Linked DNA regions of Rattus norvegicus: all the other regions are linked to region 1. A link is a contact called in public Hi-C data. All regions are on one chromosome and are shown on one strand. Each heading gives the region's core, a stretch centred on a gene start, on an enhancer-like site or on the middle of the called end of the contact. The rest is flanking DNA. Distances are from core to core; before and after follow the strand shown.

Region 1 (4,454 bases), core at 702-3,201:
ACAAATTCATAGTTTATGCAGAATCCAAGCACGGAAAAGGCATGGGCTGGTTGCTATGATTTGGAATCGCCTACACCTTGTTTTAGTTTGGAGTGCCAATTTCAGGCACCCTAAATGCATTTGGAAGAATGTCTACTAAGCAAAATTTTGTCTCCAGAGATGTGAGTCCCGCTCTCCTGGTCTCTAGCTGTCCAAAGTGAGCAAATCAAGAAGCAGCTGAGCCTAGAGATCATGTTAGGTGATGGGAGGTGGCCGCTGCTACAAAACAAACTCGCCCAAGACGAGGGGAAAAGCGCTTCGCATGCTTTCCCTAACCCGACAACTGGTATTTTGTAGTGTGTCAGTTCTAAAATGCTAGGCCTTTCGCATCAAGGGGTCATGGCAGGGCAGTTACCGCAGACAGCACTGCCAGCACCAGGTACTGGCCCAAGTAGCCGCCTTCCCGGCGCTGGCCCAGACCCGGTGCTCCAGGCTTCCTGGCCAGCGCTGGCGCGCGTCCCCACGTTGGCGGTGAAGCTGCAGCGACAGGCAACCCCCAGCGGCGGGGTTACTGCAAGACATTTCACTCCTGCCCAACTCAGGCTGCCTCCTGCGACTTCCCTCTGTCACCAGCTTTTTGAGACGAGTCTCTTACTAATATCTAAAGAGTTAACGGGCTTCAGTTATATGAACTTGCAAAAAACCAAGCAATAATATATAATTAAGTCTACCTGGATCAGCCATCAGGTAGCCCAAAGGAAAAACTGACGAGGTTTAAAACAATGCAATGCAATCTTGCAGATTTCTTTTGAGAGAGGGGCAGGCATCAGGGCAAGGGTATTGACTGCGCAAGGGTCACTCCAGGTCGGCCCCGGAGAAAAGCCCCTGCTCCCTCTTAACTTGCCACCTCCTCACGTGTTCTTGGCATGGCTAGGATTAAAATTTGCAAGGCTCAAAATTTATGCGGAAAGGACAGAATGTTCTCGGAGATTAGTTGGAAAAAAAAGTGAAATGAAGATTGTACTTTTTTTTTTCTTGTAGCGCAGAGACTTATTTCCGCCCCCTCCCCTACACATTCCTGACCCCCCCCCCCCCCCGCCCCGCTCTAGCCTTCCTTCCTCCTCTTCCAAGTTCTGGGATTTTTCAGTCTTGCTTGGTTTTGGCCAAAAGCACAAAAAAGGCGTTTTCGGAAGCGACTCGGCCGTGCACAAGGGCCATTTGTTTGTTTTGGGACTGGGGCAGGAAATCTTGCCGGCCTGAGTCACGGCGGCTCCTTCAAGGAAACGTCAGTGCTCGCCCGGTCGCTGTGGCCCGCTGAGCGCCCCTCGGTTCGCGGCCATGGGCGAGATGCAGGGCGCGCTGGCTCGGGCTCGGCTCGAGTCCCTGCTCCGGCCCCGCCACAAAAAGCGAGTGGAGGCGCAGAAAAGGAGCGAGTCCGTCCTGCTAAGCGGACTGGGTAAGTGCTGCCGCCCGGCTCGCCCGGACTCCGGGTCCGCGGAGATCAGGGCGGAGTACAGCGGGGGAACCTGGAGGCTGCGCGCTGGGCTGGGGACAGGGCACCGAGGAGGAGAGAGAGAGGGGGGAGAGGTGAGCGGTGAGCCGTGCATTGCGGTGTCCACTCGGGCAGCACGGGAGAGGAAATGGAAAATCACCGAGGCTCTCCACCCCTCCGGTTCCTTCCTCCGGCCCAGGCGGACGGAGGCAGAGTGCATCCCGGCAGGGTCCTGCTCGCGCAGCCTGTGGAAGCCTCGGTTCTGCCTGGGGCGACTGGCACGAATCGCTCAGGACACGGCAGCAACTCGCCCATCTTCCCGCAACTCGGTCTACAGCTTGCTGGGTGGCTGGGACCGGGCGGGCCGGCGGGCGGGGCCTTGTTGTGGGCGGGGCCCCGAGTGGCTTCCTGGTCCCGCCTGCCCCGCCCCCTGGAGGCTCAGGGCTTATAAAGTCGGTCGCAGAGCCGGAGCTCACTGTTGGCTAAGCCGGTCTCACTGCTCCTTTAGTCTCTTTGGACACTTTCCAAATATCGGGGCGATGACCGTCAAAACCGAGGCTGCTCGAAGTACCCTCACCTACTCCAGAATGAGGGGAATGGTAGCAATCCTCATCGGTGAGTGCTGGAAAAGCACCAGACTTGTGTAGGAGAGGCGCCGTGGAAATGATCCGGGGTTTTGAAGGTTCAGGATCAGATTAGCGTGTGGCGTCGGACGTTGCAGAACTGCCTAACCCCCTTCTTTTCTCTCTCTCTTTAAATTACAGCTTTCATGAAACAGAGAAGGATGGGCCTGAACGATTTTATTCAGAAGCTTGCCAACAACTCCTATGCATGCAAACAGTAAGTTTTGGGTTATTGGGGAAAATTGAAAGAATCGTTTAAATTTACTAGCAGCTAAAACTTGTTCACGGTGGCGAGGGGGTGGGGGAGCTGAAGTCTTTCCTCCATGGTAGATCTCTTCTGGTATTGAGCATTTTGCTTATTTAAAACATTTTAAACATTAGTAAGATTAATTCTTGAGAATGCTTAACCAAAATCCATGTCCCCTTAACAAACAAACCTTAATTTGCATTTAACTGGTTTGTTTTCCTTATGGGTTTTTGGAAGTAATTCATTCTGATGTTTTCAGTTTAAATACCGAACGGTTGAGTCAGAAATAGAACTTTTATGTATGTGTGCCCTCTGGTGGTGAATTAAGTTTCTAAAACAGCCCTTTAATCTCCAGCCCTGAAGTTCAATCCTATTTGAAAATCTCCCAACCTCAGGAGCCCGAACTTATGAACGCCAACCCCTCACCTCCTGTAAGTATATCTTGTCTGCTGGAGGAGAAATTATATGTAGTGGTCAGTCAAATGTTTAAGTACTGAGTCACTGTGAGGCTTTGAAAGGCGTATTTCATAAAGTATTTTATGTGTTAACAGTAAGGCTGTGTGCAGCTTATGTATTAAAGGATGACCGCCTTGTTTTCTAGCCAAGTCCCTCTCAACAAATCAACCTGGGTCCATCCTCAAATCCCCACGCCAAACCCTCTGACTTCCACTTCTTGAAAGTGATCGGAAAAGGCAGTTTTGGAAAGGTAAGTGCAACCCTGAAAACTTTGCAACTAGGCATGCATTCACTTTGATATTCTCCCCAAGGAGGATGGGAAAAATGACTGTCCTGGTTGACATTTCAGGTTCTTCTAGCAAGGCACAAGGCAGAAGAAGCATTCTATGCCGTCAAAGTTTTGCAGAAGAAAGCCATCTTGAAGAAGAAGGAGGTAAGGGTGACACCTGGTGGCAGGCCTGGTGAAGAACTTTTTTTACCCTGTGGTTTGCTACCCTGTTGAAATCTGAATTTGCCCCACTGAATCTCTTCTCTTCCTTCCTAGGAGAAGCATATTATGTCAGAGCGCAATGTTCTGTTGAAGAATGTGAAGCACCCTTTCCTGGTGGGCCTTCACTTCTCTTTCCAGACTGCTGACAAACTCTACTTCGTCCTAGACTACATTAATGGCGGAGAGGTAAGCTGATCATATAAACCTTGATTGGGGGGGGGGGGTCCAGGGGGAGGTGCTCCTGTTTGCCTTGCTTGGTTGGGTTTGAGACGAGCTTGTAAGATACTCAAAGGAGAGAAATTACGAGGATTAGCATTTCCATGAATTTACCAACTTACTCATAGTTAAGAAGTATCATTTCAGGCTGCTTCCCACAAGCTTTGCCTCCTGACTTCTATGTCAGGGCCTGATTAAAAGACCCTACTTACTCAGCCTCGGTTTCTTTGTTTCTTGCAGCTGTTCTACCATCTCCAGAGGGAGCGCTGCTTCCTGGAACCCCGTGCTCGCTTCTACGCAGCTGAAATAGCCAGTGCCTTGGGTTATCTGCACTCCCTAAACATCGTTTATCGGTGAGCCAAAGATTGGAATTGCCTTGCTGGGAAAGAGGGAGGTCAGCTTGAGCCCCTGGGGCTAAAATAATGAGTGATTATGTGCATATGTGTGGTTTGATTACTTCTGAAGCTTCCTTAGCTTGTGGGTTGTCTTGACTCCCAATGTTAACAAAGGCTCCTTTCTGTGATTGGCTATGGAACGGGAGTGGATTAACAATCTTAATACCCCTAGCAATCTTTACGGAGGATTTGTGATGAAGTCACATTAACCTGTGTAACCACCTTTCCCCCCACAGAGACTTAAAACCAGAGAATATTCTCCTAGACTCACAGGGACACATCGTCCTCACTGACTTTGGGCTCTGCAAGGAGAACATCGAGCACAATGGGACAACGTCCACCTTCTGTGGCACGCCTGAGGTAGGCCATCCTCCTGACTCATCTACCCACACCCTTCCAAGAGATAGGTGCGCATGCAGTAACACTTTTAAATTCAAAAAGAGGGATAAACGCTCAAGCAATGCCTTAGTACAACTCAGTGAAGTCAGATACTACTTGTTTGGTTCACTCTGAGTATTCCCAAGGCCTCCTGCTACTGTTTATCCCAACTAGCTGT
Region 2 (4,454 bases), core at 1,351-3,850, 480 kb before region 1:
AGGAACCCCTGCAACACAGGGAGATAAAGAGAAGTTCATTTTGGCTTGTGGGTCTAGAGGTTAAAGGGCAATACTGGACAGTCCATCGGTGAGGGCTTCTGGTGAAGTGGCACATTGGGAATCCATGGAGGAACAGTTGGGCAGGAAGCAGAGGGCAGTGGATTGGAATGGAAAGTTACTTTTGAGGGCTCACTCTCCGTGATCGACATGCTCCGTGATCGACATGCTCCGTGATCGACATGCTCCGTGATCGACATGCTCCGTGATCGACACTTGGCCCTACTTCTCAAAGGTATACCATACTCCTCCATGCGACCAACCTGCAGACAAAGACACTCTTGTTTGTAGTCCGAATTCTAGAATTTTGGTATCTTTTAAAAACAGAAATATTTATAAGAATGTGTTTTTATTTTAATCCCAGGTGTGGGGATCTGGGACTACTTCTCAGCAGCTGACTATGATTTGCCTCGTGCTCTAGCAGAGGCCTGGTTTGTGCGACATTTGGAATTCTGGGAATTTTTCAGAGGGTTTATAAATTCTAGGACCCTGAGAAGGGAGGTCAGTGCCTGTTGGTCATTCAGGGGGATTGGTTATAGTTTGTTAGTAGTTGTGCTCAAAGAGAAGCAAGAAGAAAGAAATTTGATTCAGGGATAACCGTCCCCCGTCCTTCTTTCTTTCCTATGTAGTGATAGGGGTGAAACTGAGGACAAAGGGTGGGAAAAAAAGGTGAACCCACAAAGTAACAAAGACCAGACCAGCTATACATGTTCATATGGAAACCAAGGCAAAATAAGTTATTTAATTCTCCCCTGAATTATGTGGATTGCTGTAATCAAAGTTTCTTATTTTCTCTGACTTGAGTTTGTAACTCATAAATAAAGATTTCCCCAAGCTAATCTCTGCCCTAGGTGATGCTTCCATTGCCGTTCTTCATCAAAGGCCGAGTGGGACAGCTGGCCACATCGAAGTCAGTCATGGCTCTCTTTCTATAGATGGGAACGCATCCCCAAATTGCCTGGGTTTTAGTTTTAGAATGTCTATCTTTTCTGTACCCAAAGTGACTCCTTTCTTCAACCTGTATCCTGGCATCAGTCTTTCTTCCTGAGCTTAGAGTCTCAAGCAGAACTGGCATAAAGTTTTGTGGCCAGAAGACTTAAAACGCCTCATATGAAGTATCAACGGCATACATTAATTGTTTCAGTAGAGAAGACCAAACTTGGGATTCAATTTCCATTGTTATTTTCAAGCAGAGATATGAATAATTCTTACATATTTTAGAATACCACAGAAAATAACTTCTCACTTGATCCTCTAGCAGTTCTCTGCTGTAGTGCTCCATGCAGAGATTTTTTTACCGCTAAGTAAAAGTCACATACCTCAGAAAAGGCATAAAAAAATATTTATTGTTAGGCTGGGCACCCTGGAATCATGAGCTCTCTATGGAACCGTGAACTTTAAATGTAATCCGCAAAAAATCTTTGGCCAAACAACTGAAACAGAGCTTTATGTCCTCCAAGGCAAAATGATAAGTAATCTCTTTAGGCCGTGGGGCATTGGTGGAAGAGGAGAGCAACAGAATTATACTACCTAGAAGGTGTCTGTCAATGCATTGTAACAATGTCAGGCTGAGGCTGGTTAACAGGTGTAGTGGTTTGACTGAAAATGGCCCTCTTAGACTCATCTGTTTGAGGGCTTGGTCCCCAATTGGCAAAACTTTTTGGAAAGGATTAGGAGGTGTGGCGTTGTTGAAGAGGAGTTGTGTCACTGGAGGTGAGCTTTAGACTTCAAAAGCCCACACACCAGGTCCAGTCTCAATCAAACCCCCACCCCTGCTACCCCACTTCCTGTCTCTAGGTCAGGATGTAATCTCTCAGTTAATGCTCGAGCTCCATGCCTGCCTACCACCATGCTCGCTGACATTATGATGACTAATCCTCTGAAACTGTAAGCAAACCCCCAGTTAAATGTTTTTTTATAAGTTTCTACCTTGGTTATGGTGTCTGTTCACAGGATTTGAGGAGTAACTAAGACTGGGCAGTAGAATCAATCTGAAGACATTAACCAAAGCAATGTGCTTAAATAAACAAAACTAATTAGATCTATAAAATTGGAAACAAGGAAATGAAACAGTGACTATTTGAAAGTGATATGATCATATACAGAATTTAATCAATAAATGCTACCAAGAGACATGTATAATTAAATAAATTAAATTTTCTTTACGATATTTATTATTCCATTTTTAGAGAGAAAGAATTAAACACTCGGTAATAATGTAAGAGAAAAGTGTGCATGATGTGCCTAAATATGATGTAATTTTTCACCAAACAGTTTTAAAAGCATACAAACGGATAGATCTTATTTTTTGGACAGACAGTCCCATGTCACAAAGACACAACTTCTTTCTTAATCTTTACACATTTCACATGCTGAAATAAACTTGCGAAAATCACATGGACCAAGCAAAGCCAAAAGGAATGGAGAAAGAAAACTGGCTCTAGAGGAAGCAAAGCCAGCAGAGGCAGAGTGACTCGAGGCACTAAGCTTCCTTCCAGTGGGGCAGTGTGGAGCCTGGAAACAGCAAGGTTTCCAGGGACAGAATCAAGCTGCCTTCTTAAATGTGCTTGTTTCTGATGCAATTTAGCACAGTCTTTCTGAAGACACACTCTAAGAATATCCAGCTTACTTTAAAAAAAAAAAACTGCATGTACTCTCGTTTAGCATTTCTAATTTTAGGGGCTCATCAAAAAAGCATCCTCAGAAATATGCAAATCTGCACAGCTGTGTCTGTTATAACATTTCTTTAATAGTAAAAAAGAAACAGTCAAATGAAAGCATCCAACAGTAGGTAACAAAGTATCCCACAATAGGTAACAAAGTATCCAGCAGTAGGTAGGTTAACAGTTAAACACTAAAATAGCCAGGCCAGGAACATGACTGACAACGAAATTGCTCCTTAGAGATTTGCAGATAAATTTGCTAAAGGTTCTGAGGAATCTTGCAAGAACTTGTTTCCAGTATGTTCTTAGTTTCCCTCCAATGAATTCAACCACAGGAGTCTTATTATTTATGAGGAAACCAGGAAATGGAGGTGTGCCCTCAAGGCTAAACATTAGCCATTTTCTTTGTTCTGTGCTGTCATTCCCGACCCATGAGAACTAACCCCATGATAGTTATGTCCATCTCCGTCACTGCCCCTGGGCTGATAGCATCCCCATTAGATTGTGTGCTCTGACCTTCGTTTCCCCGAATATGAGACCTCTGCTGGCTGCTGACATCTGCTTCAAATATCACAGTTGTCTTTGCTTGTACAAGAAAAACAAAAAGTAGAAAAATATGAGCGATGACTAAAACTCTGAGTCCCATCTGCTTTTGATGTCACACTGTCCCTTAAGGCTGTTTGTCACTGAGAACAAGAACATTTTCAGCCTGTGATGTTGAGGGTCTCCTGCTCCCCACCTACTGGCCATCTGGGGAAGGCAGTGACAGAAGCCAATGAGATTATAACTCCCAGAGTTATAGGATTTGCTGTGATTAGAGGTCCTGGCATTAGAGTCTGAGGAGCTGTGACTTGTATTCATGTTTTATACACTGTCCAATGACCTTGCTGTGGAACTGAACCCAGGCGTGGGTGGGCGAGCCCAGGTGTTAATGTGCGCAATGTGAAGTTCAGTTTAAGTCTTGCAGCCTGTCTCAAACTCAAAAGCAGAGGGAAGAGATGGGGTGAAAGCTGACTTGTGATAAACTTGTCTGCTTCCTGATCACTTGGTATGAATATGTTATTGAACATTTTAAAAATCTTCATTGAGACTTAAATGGCTTCACTGAGTCTAACCTGGTCTTGCTATGACCAGGATTTCCACGCATCATATCTGTGTTTGCCCTTGGAGTAGTCCTTCCTTGATGTTGGAAGAATGGGCTACACTAGGGAAAAATCCAAAACCCCAGGATTAACGTGACAAGCAGGAAGGGTTTGACAATTAGGACCTGAGTAATCTGCTGAGTTTTCCTCCATTGTTTGAGCCCTGAAAGTCAGCCCAACCACTCACTTTCCCTAAAGCTTCAGAGAAACTGATCATCTTTAATTGACTATTGCTTTTTCTGAAAAACATGTTAAAAACTCTATTAAAAGTTTTCCAGGATGTGGTGCACAGATTACTGGTCTTATAAATGATGCATTTATATATTATTCAATTGAGGAAAGGTCCTGTACCAAAGAGCTCTTAAAGCTTGATTCACTGAATTCAGCTAAGAATGAATTCATTCGAGTTTCTTGTTTTTATTTCTGTTTCCCCCATTAATGAGGACATCTTACACATCAATTCTAAGACCCAAATAAGCTGAGGAATTAAAAATTAACAACATCTGTAAAGAGAGGGGAGTATCGAATTAGAAGTTGTATAAACAATTTGACAATTTCTGAGCTTTGTCATCTAACCCTGGTCTCTAGACAC
Region 3 (4,454 bases), core at 1,424-3,923, 270 kb before region 1:
CTCAGCTGTGAAAAGAACTCGAGTAATTAAGAAAACGTTTTGTTCCCCAAGGTCTGGCTCCCCTGTTTGTTCGCTGGAATGACTTGGCGTTTCTGGAGTTCACAACAGGCCAGAGACTGGTTCGTTAGCACTAATCTGATTAAGACTTGTGTTTCTTTGTTCTGTGTGTCCTCAGGTGGCAATTTTGGCTGAACATCTCACATTTTTGCCTTGTGCCTAGGTACAGAAACATAGCTTCGCCTGTGCGTTACGTAAGAAGGTCACAGATCTCAGGCCTCGGTCTGCAGTGCTGAGCGCTTTTCTTTCCAAACTACCTTCACATGTGAATTTTACTGACCCTCAGGCCATAGCACTGCAGAGCACTTAGGTACAAGCAGAGGCCGGCATTGTCCCAGAGAAACTGACAGGGGGACAAACCATTCCTTTTAAACTCCATAGAAAAGTTTTCCCAAGTGTATGTACAAAATTAGTGTATAAATTTAAATACTGCAAATTGAAATAATGTATTAAGATATGTGTATACAGTTAAATAGCTAGAAATAAATTTATGAAAACTTTCTCTAAATCTCTCTAGTAAATTGGTAAATAAATTTTCCTTCATCTATTTAGATATTTAGCAAGTTGTCTGAATAAATTAAGATTAATTTGTGACCTGGAGTCTGCTGTCAAGACAGATAGAAGCATGTTAGAAGGGCCACTTGTCAGAAAAAAGGAACTGCAATGTAAGCCACTAGTGTTAGAGAAATCACAGAACCATCTGGAAGAGGGTTTAAGTTAGATGTGAAATACAGGTAGGGCCCAGGAAAATGTTATATATTGAAAAGCAAGAGCTTTGTTCACAAATAGGTAGGAAAGATTGTTGGTGGGAAATGTCAGTGGGTACCATGACAACAGTCCCACTGAAGCATCCTATAGTAATAGATATATAAACATATGCCATGTACTATACCATAAACGTGTGCCATATAATAACATAAACGTACACCGTGTAATAACATAAACATATACTCTGTAATAACATAAACACATAATGTGCAATAAATCCACATAGACTTTCATATTCATTGAATCAAGTAGGAAGAAAAGCTATTTCTGCTATTACAATAATTAGAAAATTTGTTATTTCAAAAAATTAAACTGTCCTTTTTTGTATTCGTGTCATTCAGGTCACTGGGGAGTGAAAATGAAGTCAGGTGTTAGGGTGGTTCCGGATGGGACAGAAGTCCCGAGAGAGGTCAGGCTGCGGTTCTGGGTAGTTCCGTGTGCTCTTGGGTCTCAGCGGAGGTAGAGAGTCTCACTTTTCTCCCAGCCTGTCATCATCTGAACATGAAGTTCTTGGCTCCTGGAGCAGCAGACCGATTAACAGAAACTCATGTGACCCACGGGGGATTTTTAATTACAGTTGGTTTGGTAACATTTACACAGCTGAAGGTGTCTGGTTCGTTACGAACCCCCGAAGAACCTGAAGGTGTGCCAGACTCGCCTTCGGCCTGTGAAAGATAGGCAGGTCATCTGATCAAAATAGACATGATGACAAGCCCTCAGATCTATTTCATCTGGGGACAGTCTCCTCAGGTTCCGCAATGACACCAAAATAAACTGCTCTCAGTTGAGAGGAACCAATACATCCATGGTGTAAAAATCTACAGAAACATAGCTGCACAGCCTCCACTGTACCCGGACTCCGGTTTGCAACAGGGTGAAACAGAAAATCCTTCCTGATCTTAAGTCTCAAACCACCACAGACTGGGAGTGAGGATAAAAATCAACCCTTCCTAACGAGCAGGTTTCAGTCTGTGGTACTTAGCAGGCAACCCTAACGTTAACAAGCTTAGTTCCAGGAAGCGCCTTCTGGACCAAGAGATAAGACTGCTCTTCCCCCGCAAATCGCATTTTCTCAAATATTTCTTTTTCCAAAGCCGAGGTGTAAGCCTTCTAATAGAATTATGCAAATTCTGTCCTAAACTCTGAATGTTTTAAGAAGGAAAGATCACTTTGAAGCGTCACGAATATGCAGGCCTCACATTGCAAAAGGAAACTGGGGACTGCAGTCGGTGATGGAGACCGGGATGATAGCCCGGGCAGGACTTCCTGCATCTCTGAGGTTATTTTTGCACAAGCACCTCCTGCCTCTGAAGGTCAGTCTGAATAGAAACGCTGACTGGCCATTAGGGGATTATCTGCTTGGCAGAGCAGAGCCCAGCTCCAATGCTTCTTGCCCCTGATTTGAACTGGCTGCTGGAACGCCAACGTCCCGGCACAAGACCGGATGGTGGACCTGGACAGCCAAGCAGAACTTGTAGCCTAAAAACAGATATGGCTGCTTGGGAAATCATAGTCTGCGTTCCGGTTTTCCTTTCAAACGATGAGAGGCATTTTCTTTTAAGTGATCGGGAAAGATGGCGACAAAGACCGCGCCCAGTCTAATAAGTGCTCAGCATTGCAAACTGGGTTAAGATGCCTTTGAAAAATGTCCACACATGGAAGATAGGTCAGATATACTATGGAAAAGCACACAAATTGTTCTCACGCTTTGATTCTTGACCCTTTCACACGTGCATCAACAAAAGCATTCATTTTAAATAGTGTGTGCCGCAAAGCACTGTCAGATTGTGAACTCGCACCTAAGTGGTCAATGAAAGCTGTGATCTTATTGGACGAAGACTGGATAGCAACACCAATCAGAACATAGTTTCCTGTCAGAGCGTTCTTGAACTTGACAGACAGAACTAAAGCAGAGGTGTTCCCGGGTGTCCTATGAGCTGGGTTTCTTGTTGGTTTGTTTGCTTCTGTTTTGTTATGGTTTTTGCCTTTCTGGGTGAACAGTGTCTCTTTCTAAAGACAGTGGTTGTACAAAGTAGACTGGTCAGGGGGAGATGGGGTATGATGGGGCAGAGATGCTTGTCAAAGCTTTGTATCCCAGTTGACCTTGACAGTCACTAACTAAGCCTGACTTTTATTGCTGGCATTCTGTCCCTGAAAGACTTCAGGGAAAATACTCCTGTATATTAAATCTATCTCCCCCCCCCCCACCAGAAACCTCCCTGAAAGGCCCAGGTTCCTCCCTCTCAGCCTGTGCCCTCTCTCTCTTGGCACTGCCCTGTCATGTACCTTGGAAGCAGCCACTTGACCAGCAGCTGTGAGGAGTGCAGCTAGCCCTAAACTTGTTTGCTCCCATCCACCAATGCTATGTGCACGCTCAGCTAGCACGGCTGCCAAGAAGCTCAAGTTGGGAACACTAGCTGTCTCAAATATGTGATTCGGATTTCAAAACCGAGTCCTGTGCTCCTGGCACCCACAAGGTTCCCAGAAATTAGGGGCTTTACTGTCATTGTCTTTGCTGCAGGACAGTCTTTTGCAAGTTGCTTGTTACTTACCTGGCCTTAAAATCTGACATCTGGAGGTCATCAGAAAGGGTAGAGTTACTTTCCTGATTTATGTTTTTATTATTGGTCAGTTCCGATCAGAAGACACCTCTCCACAGCCTTGTACCACTTTTGCTCCTGGGAGTTGTCCAGTGTTATTCAGAGGGAGTAACATTGACACAACCAAAAATGGAACCCATTTCTACACTGATTGGGCATGGATGGTACTCTTGTATCAAATATTGCCCCGGTCATAGTTGGTAAGTAATTAACTGGCCTAGGTAAAGTTCAAACATAGCAAGTATCTTTTATTATTATTACTATTATTATTATTATTATTGGATTTTTTTATTTATACTTCAAATGTTATTCCCTTTCCCAGTTTCTGTCCATAAGCCACCTATCCCATCCTCCCTCCCCCTTCTTCTATGAGGGTGTTCCCCCTCCCCAACCAGCCCCCTCTTCCCGCTGCCCCACCCTGATATTCCCCTACTCGGGGTGTGGGGGAGATCCAGCCTTGGCAGGAACAAAGGCTTCTCCTCTCGTTGGTGCCCAACACGGCCATCCTCTGTTACATATGCAGCTGGAGCCATGGGTCTGTCCATGTGTAGTCTTTGGATGGTGGTTTAGTCCCTGGAAGCTCTGGTTGGCTGGTATTGCTGTTCTTATGGGGTCGCAAGTCCCTTCAGCTCCTTCAATCCTTTCTCTAACTCCTCCAATGAGGACCCCGTTCTCAGTTCATTGGTTGGCTACGAGCATTCACCTCTGCATTTGCCATACTCTGGCTGAGCCTCTCCGGAGACAGGAAGGAGATAGCAAGTATCTTACTTTAAGGAAGTATTTTACATGAAATTACAGAAAAAGGAATATGAAAAATCTAAACCAAACCCAGGACACACCTGGCAGATTAATTCTGTCCACAGTGGTAACATACTCTTCACTGACAATAGATTTCTAGGCAGGAAAAAAAGAGTAGTTCTCTGTGAAATAATGGCAAGCTACAAAAGGAAAATAAATATTAAACAAATAGATATTAAAAACAGATCCCCCCATTTTAATCTTTGCTGTTGTTTTCTCCTTGTTTTCTTA

What was found. Hi-C and Micro-C count contacts between places; a contact is called where the count stands out from the background.
Region 2: a contact with region 1 is called in a Hi-C map of frontal cortex, with 1.5 times the contacts expected there. The contact joins the enhancer-like site here to the promoter of Sgk1 in region 1. A contact is called at or near these places in 2 of 12 Hi-C or Micro-C datasets (Schwann cells and frontal cortex).
Region 3: a Hi-C map of psoas muscle shows a contact between it and region 1, with 4 times the contacts expected there. The contact joins the enhancer-like site here to the promoter of Sgk1 in region 1. A contact is called at or near these places in 2 of 12 Hi-C or Micro-C datasets (liver and psoas muscle).

The regions. Positions count from the first base shown.
Region 1 is chr1:24,802,328-24,806,781 of GRCr8, reverse strand. Sgk1 (serum/glucocorticoid regulated kinase 1) reads left to right here and starts at 1,951. Exons shown (of 12, transcript NM_019232.3): 1 at 1,951-2,086; 2 at 2,236-2,311; 3 at 2,697-2,772; 4 at 2,943-3,047; 5 at 3,147-3,230; 6 at 3,342-3,473; 7 at 3,744-3,856; 8 at 4,135-4,258. The coding sequence starts at 2,011.
Region 2 is chr1:25,280,992-25,285,445 of GRCr8, reverse strand. No RefSeq gene overlaps it. Among named protein-coding and RNA genes, the nearest start is that of 1700020N01Rikl, 69 kb to the right of the region's middle. Within about 2 kb of position 2,600, at least 10 of the 93 cell types and tissues checked have an H3K27ac peak or open chromatin away from gene starts, as enhancers often do.
Region 3 is chr1:25,077,415-25,081,868 of GRCr8, reverse strand. It overlaps 1700020N01Rikl (RIKEN cDNA 1700020N01 gene like), which reads left to right. Exons shown (of 8, transcript XR_010062835.1): 8 at 1-565. Among named protein-coding and RNA genes, the nearest start is that of 1700020N01Rikl, 130 kb to the left of the region's middle. Within about 2 kb of position 2,673, at least 10 of the 93 cell types and tissues checked have an H3K27ac peak or open chromatin away from gene starts, as enhancers often do.